Linked DNA regions of Mus musculus: all the other regions are linked to region 4. Evidence: chromatin contacts called from public HiChIP or PLAC-seq and Micro-C data. All regions are on one chromosome and are shown on one strand. Each heading gives the region's core, a stretch centred on a gene start, on an enhancer-like site or on the middle of the called end of the contact. The rest is flanking DNA. Distances are from core to core; before and after follow the strand shown. Region 1 overlaps Gm40966 (a long non-coding RNA gene). Region 2 has its middle 23 kb from the start of Gm38494. Region 3 has its middle 4.0 kb from the start of Gm38494. Region 4 holds the start of Ubqln1 (ubiquilin 1).

The links. A called contact is a pair of places that touch in the nucleus more often than the background predicts. HiChIP or PLAC-seq counts read pairs in DNA pulled down with a chosen protein or histone mark.
Region 1: a contact with region 4 is called in an H3K4me3 HiChIP or PLAC-seq map of embryonic stem cells, with 18 times the contacts expected there. The contact joins the enhancer-like site here to the promoter of Ubqln1 in region 4. A contact is called at or near these places in 1 of 484 Hi-C or Micro-C datasets (embryonic stem cells) and 9 of 115 datasets of contacts at active chromatin or transcription factors (bone marrow-derived macrophages, embryonic stem cells, extraembryonic endoderm stem cells and 2 more).
Region 2: a contact with region 4 is called in an H3K4me3 HiChIP or PLAC-seq map of fetal liver, with 3 times the contacts expected there. The contact joins the enhancer-like site here to the promoter of Ubqln1 in region 4. A contact is called at or near these places in 3 of 39 promoter capture datasets (the 3T3-L1 cell line and embryonic stem cells), 11 of 115 datasets of contacts at active chromatin or transcription factors (bone marrow-derived macrophages, embryonic brain, embryonic stem cells and 6 more) and 3 of 9 other capture datasets (adipose tissue, embryonic stem cells and liver).
Region 3: a Micro-C map of the G1E-ER4 cell line shows a contact between it and region 4. The contact joins the enhancer-like site here to the promoter of Ubqln1 in region 4. A contact is called at or near these places in 6 of 39 promoter capture datasets (the 3T3-L1 cell line, 3T3-L1-derived adipocytes, the C10 cell line and 2 more), 1 of 484 Hi-C or Micro-C datasets (the G1E-ER4 cell line), 27 of 115 datasets of contacts at active chromatin or transcription factors (the 230-238 cell line, T-cell acute lymphoblastic leukemia, astrocytes and 17 more) and 2 of 9 other capture datasets (adipose tissue and liver).

Annotation. Positions count from the first base shown.
Region 1 is chr13:58,470,657-58,473,356 of GRCm38.p6, reverse strand. It overlaps Gm40966 (a long non-coding RNA gene), which reads left to right. Exons shown (of 3, transcript XR_873533.2): 3 at 2,216-2,700. Among named protein-coding and RNA genes, the nearest start is that of Gm40966, 5.4 kb to the left of the region's middle. Within about 2 kb of position 1,431, at least 66 of the 459 cell types and tissues checked have an H3K27ac peak or open chromatin away from gene starts, as enhancers often do. A contact at or near this core is called in bone marrow-derived macrophages, embryonic stem cells and stem cell-derived neural progenitor cells, where this site is marked.
Region 2 is chr13:58,522,474-58,525,231 of GRCm38.p6, reverse strand. No RefSeq gene overlaps it. Among named protein-coding and RNA genes, the nearest start is that of Gm38494, 23 kb to the left of the region's middle. Within about 2 kb of position 1,306, at least 36 of the 459 cell types and tissues checked have an H3K27ac peak or open chromatin away from gene starts, as enhancers often do. A contact at or near this core is called in fetal liver, where this site is marked.
Region 3 is chr13:58,541,057-58,543,916 of GRCm38.p6, reverse strand. No RefSeq gene overlaps it. Among named protein-coding and RNA genes, the nearest start is that of Gm38494, 4.0 kb to the left of the region's middle. Within about 2 kb of position 1,581, at least 23 of the 459 cell types and tissues checked have an H3K27ac peak or open chromatin away from gene starts, as enhancers often do. A contact at or near this core is called in the G1E-ER4 cell line and trophoblast stem cells, where this site is marked.
Region 4 is chr13:58,214,390-58,217,234 of GRCm38.p6, reverse strand. It overlaps Ubqln1 (ubiquilin 1), which reads left to right and starts at 1,582. Exons shown (of 11, transcript NM_026842.4): 1 at 1,582-1,951. The coding sequence starts at 1,799.

The DNA of each region.
Region 1 (2,700 bases), core at 182-2,681, 260 kb before region 4:
ATCCAATATATCAATGTCTCGGGTTCTCTAGAGAAATAGAAGCAATGGGATGAATATATACACAGTCAAAGGGGATTTATTAAATGGACCTATATGATATGATCCAGGTAGTCCATCCATGGCTGCCTCACACCTGGGAGCTGGGACCTCTCCCTCTGCTGCTCTGTAAGGGTGTGGATGGCCTCAAGGCCCACTCAGATCATCTCCCCCATCAAAATCCTAACTTGTCACACCTGTAAGTCCCTTACTTCTTAGAGGACAACCTACGGTTCAGGCATTAGACCAACCAATGTGGACGGGAGAAGGGTCCTTTCTTAGCCTTCTGTACTACGTGTGAATTAAATCTCAACAAAGCCTCTTTCCCAATTGGAAAAAAAATGTAAATAAATAAAAATATACACAAAACATATTTGTGTTATAAACTTTCAAGAGACAGTGAAAGATGGCAAATGATTTGCCTATAAATTTTGCTATCTTGATTTGAATAAACCAACAACAAAAGGACATTTTGGAGACAAAGAAAGCCGACATGGGCTGGGTTTGTAAATAACCCTGAGAACTTATTTTTGAGGTAGGAGTACAGAGGGTAGGGTGTTTAGATCCTCTTGGCTAGAATGTCTGCAGGACCTGCTGTCTGTGGTAGCCTTCAGATTCTGGCAAAGGAGGGAGATCATGCTGAATAGGGTCTGGAAGTGAGCCAGCGGTGTGCCAGCGGTGAGCCAGTGGTGAGCCAGCGGGCACAGGCAGGACTGGCCAGGCTGGAGAAGGTTCATCTCTTCATTCTTATAGATTTGAACTTTGTGTGTGTGTGTGTGTGTGTGTGTGTGCGCGCGCGCGCGCGCGCGCGTGCATATGAGCAAATACATTACATTTATGGAAACAAGTTTAATTTTCTGAATTCTGAAAAACATTTATATGTTAGCTTTAAGAAAATACAAGATCTTCCCTGATATTTTCATAACACAATTCTAACATTTAAAAAGTTTTTTTTAAAGGACTTTTAGAAATGCACTCAGTTTCCCTCTGGTCTTACCCCAAATCTCTTCAATTAACGCCATTTTCTGTATGCATGACATAGCGGGGTGGTGAGGCTTTTCCCTAAAGAAATTGATTTTTCCCCCCAAAGAGTAGATAAATAAGGGCTTTCAAATGTCTCATTTCCAAAAGTACTCCGGGCTCTCGCTCTCTCTTCAGCATTTTTTAAAGCGCTTTTAGAAAGCGCAATCTTGAGATTGAATCAGCCGCTGCACCTGCAGCCCCGGCTTCAAGTGCCCCACTGTTTAGGAAGAAGCCCCGCACACTTGCCCTTTGTATCGCTTTTGTTTCCAAAAGAAAAAGTCAAATCTACCGCAGTCTTCCTCTAAACGGAAAATAAAAGGCTTGAGGGCAGCCACAGAACAGGGCAGGGCGGAAGGGGACCTTTGGCGGAGCAGACACCGGCGGTTAGCATCTATGGCTGCGGTCAGGCAAGAACTTGGCTGTGAGCGCCTGAAGAGGAGTTGTCTGAACCCGAAGAAGGTTCGCGGGCTGGGGTGTGCAGCTCTTTCGCAGCCAAGGATTCACAACGTCCTTCCAAATCCCCAGACCTACCCCACAAGTGGAAGAGTTGCTTATTTTGAATTTGGTCTGACTCTTTTGTTATCTATTGAGGTTGTAAAGACTTGTAAATGTACACATTTTCAAAGAGCCCGGGGAGGTGTCTACGAAACAAGGCTTTCTGAGTCTCAAACCTAGTGCTCCCCCACACAGAAACAGACGCCCGTGGCGCTTTCTTTTTATATCTTTTGGTAGTTTTGGTTCGTTTGGTTTCATTTTTTTTTTAATTGTGTATGCGTGTGAGTGTGGACATGTCAAGTCCCCTGGTGCTCATGTGGAGGTCAGAGCACACCTTCCAGCTATTAGTTGACTTTGAGTATCACTATAGTTATCTTGTCTTCTTTTTTTTCTTATGTTATAGATTATCATTTTATTTAAGAGAAAATTCAAGATTCAACCCACTTAAAAAGAAACAAACAAACAAAAAAAAATTCGCCCGCTTGTAGAAAGACTCCTGGCATCACCACTGGCCTTTAGGATACCAATGCAATACATTCCAGAGACTAGCCTTTTTTTTTTTTTTTTTTTTTTTTCCTGTAAGTGTCTTAGCTCCACATTGTGAACATTAGAGAAGATCAACAATCCAGACTTAAATCGAATAGCTTTGCTTGCATTGCAGATGCTGCGTCCCTTCTTCAGTGGCTTGGCAATCAGCGGCCGGGTACTGCTCTGAAGAATTCAATCAAATTGGCATTGAAGACCTGTCAGTCATCACCATTAGGAACGCGGAAGCTGCAAAAGTGGAGCTGGGGGAGGGGGGGGGGGCCGGCTGGCTGTCAGTGTAGCTTTCTCAAATTAGCCTAAGCTTCTTCAGTGCTACCTTTTCTGGGCCACACAACTTTCTTCGTGGCTTTCAGGGTCAATCTCTAGTGACCCACTTTCTCCTCCGAGGTGGTGCCTCCTCAAAGTTCCTCAGCGTTCTGAAACCACCAGGTGGGAAATGCAGTTCAGAGGTTTATAAAGTCCGCTGTGGGCATGGCGGAAAGCATGGCAGGACTCCGACAGTCGTGGTGCTGAGGAGCCAGCTGAGAGTTCTACATCTGGATCCACAGGCAGCAGGAAGAGAGCACCTCTTTGTGTTTATTCAAGTGTTAAGTCTATGTA
Region 2 (2,758 bases), core at 57-2,556, 310 kb before region 4:
TGGAGGCGTCGAGAAGGAGAAGGTTCTCTTCCGCATTGGGTGGATCTTGAGAATAAGATCTCAAAGCCCTCCCCAACAATGACACACTTACTCCAACAAGGCTACACCTACTTCAACATTACCACACCTTCTAATAGTGCCATTCCCTGGACCACATATTCAAACCACCACAGGGGTAATCATCTAGTAATCATGCTAAAGCTGGTTAAATAAATTGATAAGAAGCTGCCTCAATTATTGAGGGCTGGCCAGGTCATAAGATTAACTAACAGAGTTATTAAATGTTCTACAACATCACAAGTCTTTTAACGGGAGGCTCATTTGCACTTGTAAGTTGCTGATTGCCCCTAAGTAACTTCTTTATGGGAAGCTCAAAGCTCAGTGGTTAAGACCATGCACTGCTAGTTTCCAGTACTTAAGTGTGGTGGGTACAACAAACTGTAACTCCAGCTTCAGGGGATAGTACACCCTCTTCTGGCCCCTGTGGGCACTGCACACAGGTACACACGTGCAGACACACATAATTAAAAATAAAATCTTAAAATTGGAAAAAGAGCAGGAAGCACTGAGCTGCTAGGGCTAGAGATGTGAAGGTTGGGACATCAGGTACTTATGATGCTTCTCCGAGTCCTAGGTCTGACCATCCTGCTCTCCTGCCTCCCTATCAGAAGGTCAGCTGGGCATCAGGGAGCTTGGCCCTGACGGACCCTCCTCTTTGCAACATCATGGCTGGATCCTAACCTCCTGCCCCAGAACTTAGATAAGGAAAATAATTGTGAAACAAAGATAGCAGAAGACCCTTGAGAGGAGGTTTATTTCGGCTTATTGGTCCAGGTCACAATTCATCACTGAGAAACTCCAGCCAGAAAGTGAACCAGAGGCCATGGAGGAATGTGGCTTATTGGCAGCTCCACACACACACACACACACACAGCCCAGTCTGATGGAGGTGTTCATTAGTTGATGGTCCCCTCTTCCCAGGTGGCATTAGCTCAGGTCGAGTTGACAAAAGCACAGACCAGACCAGACTAGCTCACCAGCACAGAGCAACCTCATCCGAGTGCCTGAGTCTTTGTCTTCTGTTTTGTGCTATCTGAGAGCAGAGATGGAACACTCAGGTCTCAGACTGGAAGCACCTTGATTAGTGACTGGAGACTAAGAAAGGCTGCTAAATCTCTCTCTTCTCTGTTTAGTACCACTGAGGAGTTAAACAGCCATATCCCTCCCAGTAGGTCGCTAGGTCGTACAGGATAGACTCTGTGTCCCTCAGGCTGGGAATGTGTTGTGCTTCTCACCCTTCACTAATGTGCCAACGAGGAATAGAGCAAGCTTATCACTGTTTGTTAAGTTTGTCTCATTAACACATGCACGGGGTGGGGGTGGGAGGACTAAGGAAAGACCGAGATAGGACAACCGCCCATAAGCTCCCAGGAAAAGACTACTGTGCGTGCAGGATCAGAAATATTGTGCATTTCAACACAAACGTACCCAATAATGGAGCTTTTTTAACTTTCTGAAACTCACGTTCATCAGGGTTCCCACTCCATAGGGCAGTGGTGACTGAGGTTAGATCTGGGCTAAATCTCTCTTATGTCTACTGCCGCCCAGCATAGACACAAACCCCGATCCTCCCCACTCAGGCCCTCTGATCTTCTTTCTCCTCTGCAAAGAGCTCCCAACCCCTCTGAGGCTGAGCTCCTCACCCCTCACCCTCTCGTGCACTCTCGACTCTCACCTGACTTTAACGTTGGGAAGCAGGGTAGAGCTGATAAGAGGCGAATTTACCAAGATGTCCATCAAAAGCACGTGCCGGGTGTCCTGGCCCCTGCCACAGCCCACCCCTTTTCATTGCGAATCAGTTGGCAGCACGTGTGCAGGTCTCAGGTTTCTGGTAGAGGGCTCCCTTCTCCGACAGAGCTTTCCTGCCCAGGGTGTTAAGGAACTGCTCATGTGGCCCGCCCCCTTAGGAAAATCCTCCCTGCTTCTTTCGTCTTACTCCTTCTAACTCTGCCCTTCACCCTGGCGCTGACACCATCTCTCCATCTCCCTCCTAAATAGCCCCTTGCCGGGGTTTGCAGCTCTCTCGCTTGTCTGTATGCATCCTGCCTGGGTCCACAGCTCACCAGTGCTTTCTGAGCAAGCCTCGGGCTTCTCCACGCCCTTCTTGATGGCACCTCCCCAGTGATGTTTCCTCCAATTCCAAGTGGAGGGGGCCAATCTGAGGAGGCCCAGCTGACATCTTAGGCTCCCAGGATCACCTGACTTTGCACTAGTATTTTTTCCATGTCACAGTCACTTGGAGGCCAGGGTCAGTGCGGCAGCTCCTAAGTGTGCTGCCCACCTCTGGGTACCACACAAGCTTAGAAACTGCCTGAGGGACCCACGGCAGCAGGTCAGTCATAAATACCTCAGTCTGTGGCTGCCCTCGGGGGTGTAGTATGCAGACAGTCACACAGCCGCGGACCAGAGAAAAGTCCTTTGCAGTTTTGAGTCTAGTTGGGGATGTTTTATGAGTCACAGAGACGGAGATGGACAGACCCTCTTGGGAGTTGTACACTCGGAGACAATAGCGGTTTCCTCTAGGACTTCCGAAACTCAAAAGCAGTCCCCAATGCTAGCAAGATTGTCACAGAAACAGAAGCTCTGCTTACCAGCAATCATGGACAAACTACTTCTGTCTCCAGCTGTGATACCAGAGGCATAGACTGACCCCATGCTCACCTGACTTGTCTCAACTGTCACAACATCTGGGGAGTGG
Region 3 (2,860 bases), core at 332-2,831, 330 kb before region 4:
CTAGGGCAGTTAGCTAGCACTGCTAGCCCAGTGTTTGTCGAAATGTTATCCCCCAGCCATCTGCTAAGTCAGCAGCTTTGTGGGCCGAGGAAGGACAGACGGGGGGGGGGGGCAATCTGTAATTTTTGAAATAGTGATTTTATTTATAGTTAGGTGAGGGAGGGCAAATACTCTCATTATGAAATTGCTCTTATATCATTATATTGAGTCTGATGGTGCGCCCTGTGAGCTTGGTGGAAGTGTTCCTTCTTCATTTCATGTACTAAGGGTAGAAAGGTCACTAGGAGTCCGCTGGCCAGGGTTCGCACCCCAGTTCCACTAAGTAGCCTCATTGCAAGTTACTTAATGCTTCCAAGCCTAATGATCTGGCACAGGCAGACGCCGAGAACCATGGTAAAACATGATTCATGGCTGACAGACCTTTGGTGACGTTCACAAAGGTCAGGTTTAAGCTGTAGAAAGGAAAAAGCAGGCACATCCAGCTCCAGGGCCACCGGAAACAAGGAGCCTGCACAGATGGTGCTCAGCGGCAAGGCCCACAGCTGGCCACAAGAGGGCAGACTGACCCCAGGGAGGGCCATGCCATATAACTTCACAGGGAGCACCGCCTTTATCCTGGTCTTAGGCCTGACTGACATCTGACCCCCAAAATAACAAATTAATAACACCCCAACCAATATCGGGCCCCAAATCAAGTTGATGCCCCAAATCCTGTAAACACCATTCTTTTGTCTAATTGCCTGGCTCAGATGCGAGACAGTGGAACCCAACTACCAACCTTCACATTCGACTATGGTCTCATTCCAACACCAGTGACTAACCGCATGAATCCAGTTTTCCAGTGTAGGAAGGGATCCTGAAACTCTGAAAGCTTCAAGCCACTCTCTGAGATCCCCAGAACTCTCTTATTATGTATGTTTCCTCATAAAGAGGGGAAATATCTCCAAATGCGTTCTGGTTCCTACCAGTCTCCTCGCCCCAGAGCTGCCTTCCCCATTTCTTTCTCCGCAACGGCAAATACTTAAACATGAGGGAATTTAAACAACTTCTTAGCTTTCTACAGTCTTATAGAGCCGTGAGTTACTCTATAGTTAGATAGTAGCCTTATCTGTCGTTGTCGTCCCCGCCCCAGCCCCACCCCCGCAGCCCCCACCCCAAAGAAGAAACTGTTACAGCGGAGCAGATAAATGTGCCTAAAATGACTCAGCAAATTAGTTCAGAATGGATGCTCAGTTTTTTTTGTTTTTTTTTTTTTGTCTCTTGGGAACTTCAGTGGTCTATTTAACATGTCACAATTCTTTACCCTAAAGGCCAGAAAACCAGGGTTGGGGAAGGAAAAATGTCAGTGGCAGCTTGTGCTACGTGACAGTTTGTTGCCTCTGTGAGAGGCTGTGTGACAGACACCCTGTCCAAGGAGCGCTGTGGCTTCAGCAGAAGAAACACTCAAACCATAGAAAAAAGCCCCCAAGTGATCCAGCTTTAAGCCCTGCAGAAAAGGGCCTCAGATCACAGCCCTCACCTGGGTAATGAGAGACTCTGGACACCCTGAGGGCTCCTCTCCAACACGTGACTATAAAGTAAGACAGCTCTTACCCGACGGAGCAAGCCCATGGCCTCTAAATGAGCAGCCCCGGGGAAGCCACTGTGCAAAGAGAGAGGTTTCTCTGGGGATCTTCGCAGTTTGCATTCCTACCGCATACAGTTTTTATTTTCTTTTCTTAAAGATGTATTTTATTATATATAAATTCACTGTAACTGTCTTCAGACACACCAGAAGAAGGTATCAGATCTCATTACAGATGGTTGTGAGCCACCAAGTGGTTGCTGGGATTTGAACTCAAGACCTCTGGAAGAGTAGTCAGTGCTCTTAACCACTGAGCCATCTCTCCAGCCCCAGATCAGTTTTTAAAAAGCAATAAAGGGAGCTGTGTCCCAGTTGGCAGTAGCCAGCCCCTCCATGTCTGATCGACTGTGACAAGAGGACACTCTGGGGTCTGTGTGAGTTCTCTATGTGATGCACAGCAGTGGAATTATCTAGTGTTACGTTTTTCTGAATATGTCTGTCACTGGGACATATTATTGTACTGGGCATAAAAGTGAGTCACTGAGTCGATGCCATGTGGTTTAAACATCAGACCACACCATCTGGTAGAAAAGACTCACTCTTTACAGAGTCAGCCAGAAGAAATGTTTTTTTTAATCAATGTTTTCATTATTGACAGACACCAAACCTCACCACCTCTTGCTCTTAACCCTTTACATATACAGACGGGTTTCTCCTTGGTTTCCCAGATCTTGTCTAAATTTATCCGAAGAAAAAGCCACTTTTCTCAGATCAAATCCAATGACTTTACCAGACGTACAAAAACCCTGTGAGGTGCAAACTAATACATTTAACATCTTGATGTAGTGGCAACACAAAGGTCGCCATAATATCACCATGATAAATTGTCAATATAAACAGTATTGAATACCAGAGGATGTGATGCCAACCAACCATACAAGAGACAAGTAGAAGTGCCTCCCTGCAGAGTCATGTGTGTGCATGTGTGTGCACTCATGTGTGTATGTCTGCGTGTGTTTGTATGCATGTGTGTTCACTCATATGTGTGTGTGTGTATGTGGGCACATGCACTCCTGCATGTGTGTGTGCATGTGTGTACATGTATATATGTGCCGGGCAGTGGTGGCATATGCCTTTAATCCCAGCACTCGGGAGGCAGAGGCAGGTGGATTTCTGAGTTTGAGGCCAGCCTGATCTACAGAGTGAGTTTCAGGACACCAGGGCTACACAGAGAAACCCTGTCTTGAAAAACCACAAAACAAAAACAAAAACATGTATCCATGTACAGCAGTCACT
Region 4 (2,845 bases), core at 333-2,832:
AAGGCCAGCTGGAAGGAGCCTTTTCCAAGAAAGTGCAGCTGAACTACCAAGATGGCAGTTGCTTGAGTGGCTGGAAGAATTCTTATTCACAGCATGCCATAAACATTAGAGATTTTCAGAAATAAAATATAGACAATTACAAGGGTATTCTATAAACACACCAGTAGATGTTATCTACAACTAATTTATTTATCAGAGCAGAACAGATTGGGATTCTAAAGGACAATGGAGTGAAGACTTTCAGGGGAATGTGATGTGAAAACAGAAAGTTAGAGGGGGAAGGTGTGTGTGTGGGGTGGTTCATCATGGAAGGCAGCCTGGGTTAGTGCTTAGGGAGAATACAGCATGGAGGGAAACCATACAACAGGGGAACTAATAAAGTTGGAAAGATATATATATATGAAAATTCCAAAATCCTTGCTTGCCTAATGGGGGGAACTTTCTACCCCAAGTAACAATTTTCTCACACCTAGACATAACGCTTATAACTTCTTCCTGTGATTGAACAATGCTGGCAGAAATGTAAGTGATATCAAGTGACGCCGTATTGCCATTTTATACTTTGAAACTCTGACCCAGATTTCAAAGAGCTCTGCTAAGAAGTGTTTATGCAACCACAGTTAATCATAGAACAGGGTTCGATGGCCCAAGAGCAGAACTATGGAATGCCTTTGCATATTTGGGTCACGGTACACTGTCAAGAGTTCACATTTGTGCAATGCTGGTTAATATAAAGTGCTGGACTGTATTACACGTTATCTTTACGAATAAATGACGTGGGATCCATATGTGAAATAACTTATGTGTGCCTACATTATGCCGAAAATACTTTTTCAGCCATTATCTCTGATGCCACCTCAAGCCCGAGGTGTACAGTAACTTAATTGGACAGAATACAAAAGGCACACATCATCTAGGCTAACTCCTACCCGCTGGGCGGACAGTCCTAGGCATTCTGTTTCTGCCCCCACGCAGCTTGGAAGACAGACAATATGGGTTGCCCTATCTGACCAAACCGGTTTGACTCCAGGGAGGGAAGCTCAGGCCTCACTGAAACAGTGAGCACCTGTGGATGCATTGGTTGCTCACTGGCGTCTGTTTCGCGGTCCTTTAAAGACCTTTCTCCATGGGTTTAGCTTTCAAGCCCCGAGCACAAGACAAGGCAATCGCAACTCCTTCCACCCGGGCACCAACACTACGCTTATTAAAATAAAGTAGCTCGCCGCTATTTCATAAGCAGACGCCCACGGGGACCAGGTGGGGAGGATACCGGGACCGTGAGCAATGGGCCAGACGTTTCTAGCAATTTCGCTGGCCGTGACGTCATCTTAGCGCACCATCACGGTGCCTGGCAGAAACCCCGTTTGCATTTCTTTCAACGAAGAACGGGAGACGCGAAGTGGGTTAAGTTCTCCCGCCATGCCCAGCACTCCATCGACCTTGAGGAGCCCGCGCTTCGTCCGCCGGCTAGAAAAGGATCGAGCGCTGCCATGCATGAGTCGGCTCCTTGGCCAACGCGCTACCCGGCGTGCCTCGCGCGGCCGGCCGCCAGGAGTCGGCGCGGCTACCAGCGCGTTACCCAGAGTGCCCTGCGCGGCGCCGGCGACGAGCGTGGGGGAGGTGCGGGAGGAGGAAGCGGCGGCGACGCGGAGAGTCCCCGCGTCCACACGGCAGCCGATCGCCCACCCGGGGCCTGCACCCGCAGCCCGCGTCCACGCACCCTCGGCGGCCCCGCAGCCTGTCACGCCTCGCGGACCCGGCCGCAGCCCGCAGTGTCGCGCTCGCCTGAGTCACCGCCATGGCCGAGAGCGCAGAGAGCGGCGGCCCACCGGGCGCGCAGGACAGTGCGGCCGACGGCGGCCCCGCAGAGCCCAAGATCATGAAGGTCACGGTGAAGACGCCTAAAGAGAAGGAGGAGTTTGCCGTGCCCGAGAACAGCTCGGTCCAGCAGGTGAGGGCGCCGGCCGGGCAGCCGCCGCGTCGCTGACGGGGCGGGAAGGGCGGCCTGGCCGGGCGGCGGCCCCGGGCAGCTCCGGTCGGACCCCGCTGGGTTCCGCTGCGTGAGCTGTGCGGGGCCGGGCCGGGCGAGCCGCGCGGCCTGGGCTGGGCTGCGCCGCGGCCGCCGAGCTCCGGGCCCCGGGCCCCCACTTCTCACAAAGGGCCGGGCGCTGCGGGGCGGCTGGGCGCGGGCGGCGCTCGTCCTTTGGCCAGGCTGGGTGGGGGGTCATTGTTTCACCTGCCTGCTAATTGGGGAGATTTAGGAGTGAGAAGCACGTGGAGGGTTGGTTCTCGGTTTTGAATGCTGAACTCCTTCCCATCTTCGAGCCTCCTATATAAAAATTATGACGTGGAACTTGTTTTCAGTCGCATTGTGATAGCTCACGCCTGAAAGGAGAAAAGTAAATGACTTTGATTCATTGGCGACTTGCTGTTTCTGTTACAATACTTCCGTCATCGCTTAGCTGCCAGTCATCGGATAGGTTATTGTTTGATCTTTAGGGAGACGAGACAGACACCTAGCTGGGTCTTAGCAGTTGGTTGCAAGGAACCTGCAAGAAAGCACAGTAGGTGATAAGGGGAATTCTTATCAAGTAATTGCTTTAAAGTCTATTCAGGCAAACAAGCCTTGCAGTTAATTAAGAGCCTTGGGAGAACCAATCATGTATGTTTCAACACAGTCTAGGGCACTTGAATTGTTGACAGTATCAAACATTGTAAACAGTCTTATGCGAGGAAGCAAAGTATCAACCACTGGAATGTACTTTTAAGTTCTCTCAAGGTTTATCTAGTTCCAAAGGTGAGGTCGGGTTTTTCTGAAGCAGGAGGGTGTGTGGCACCATTGAGA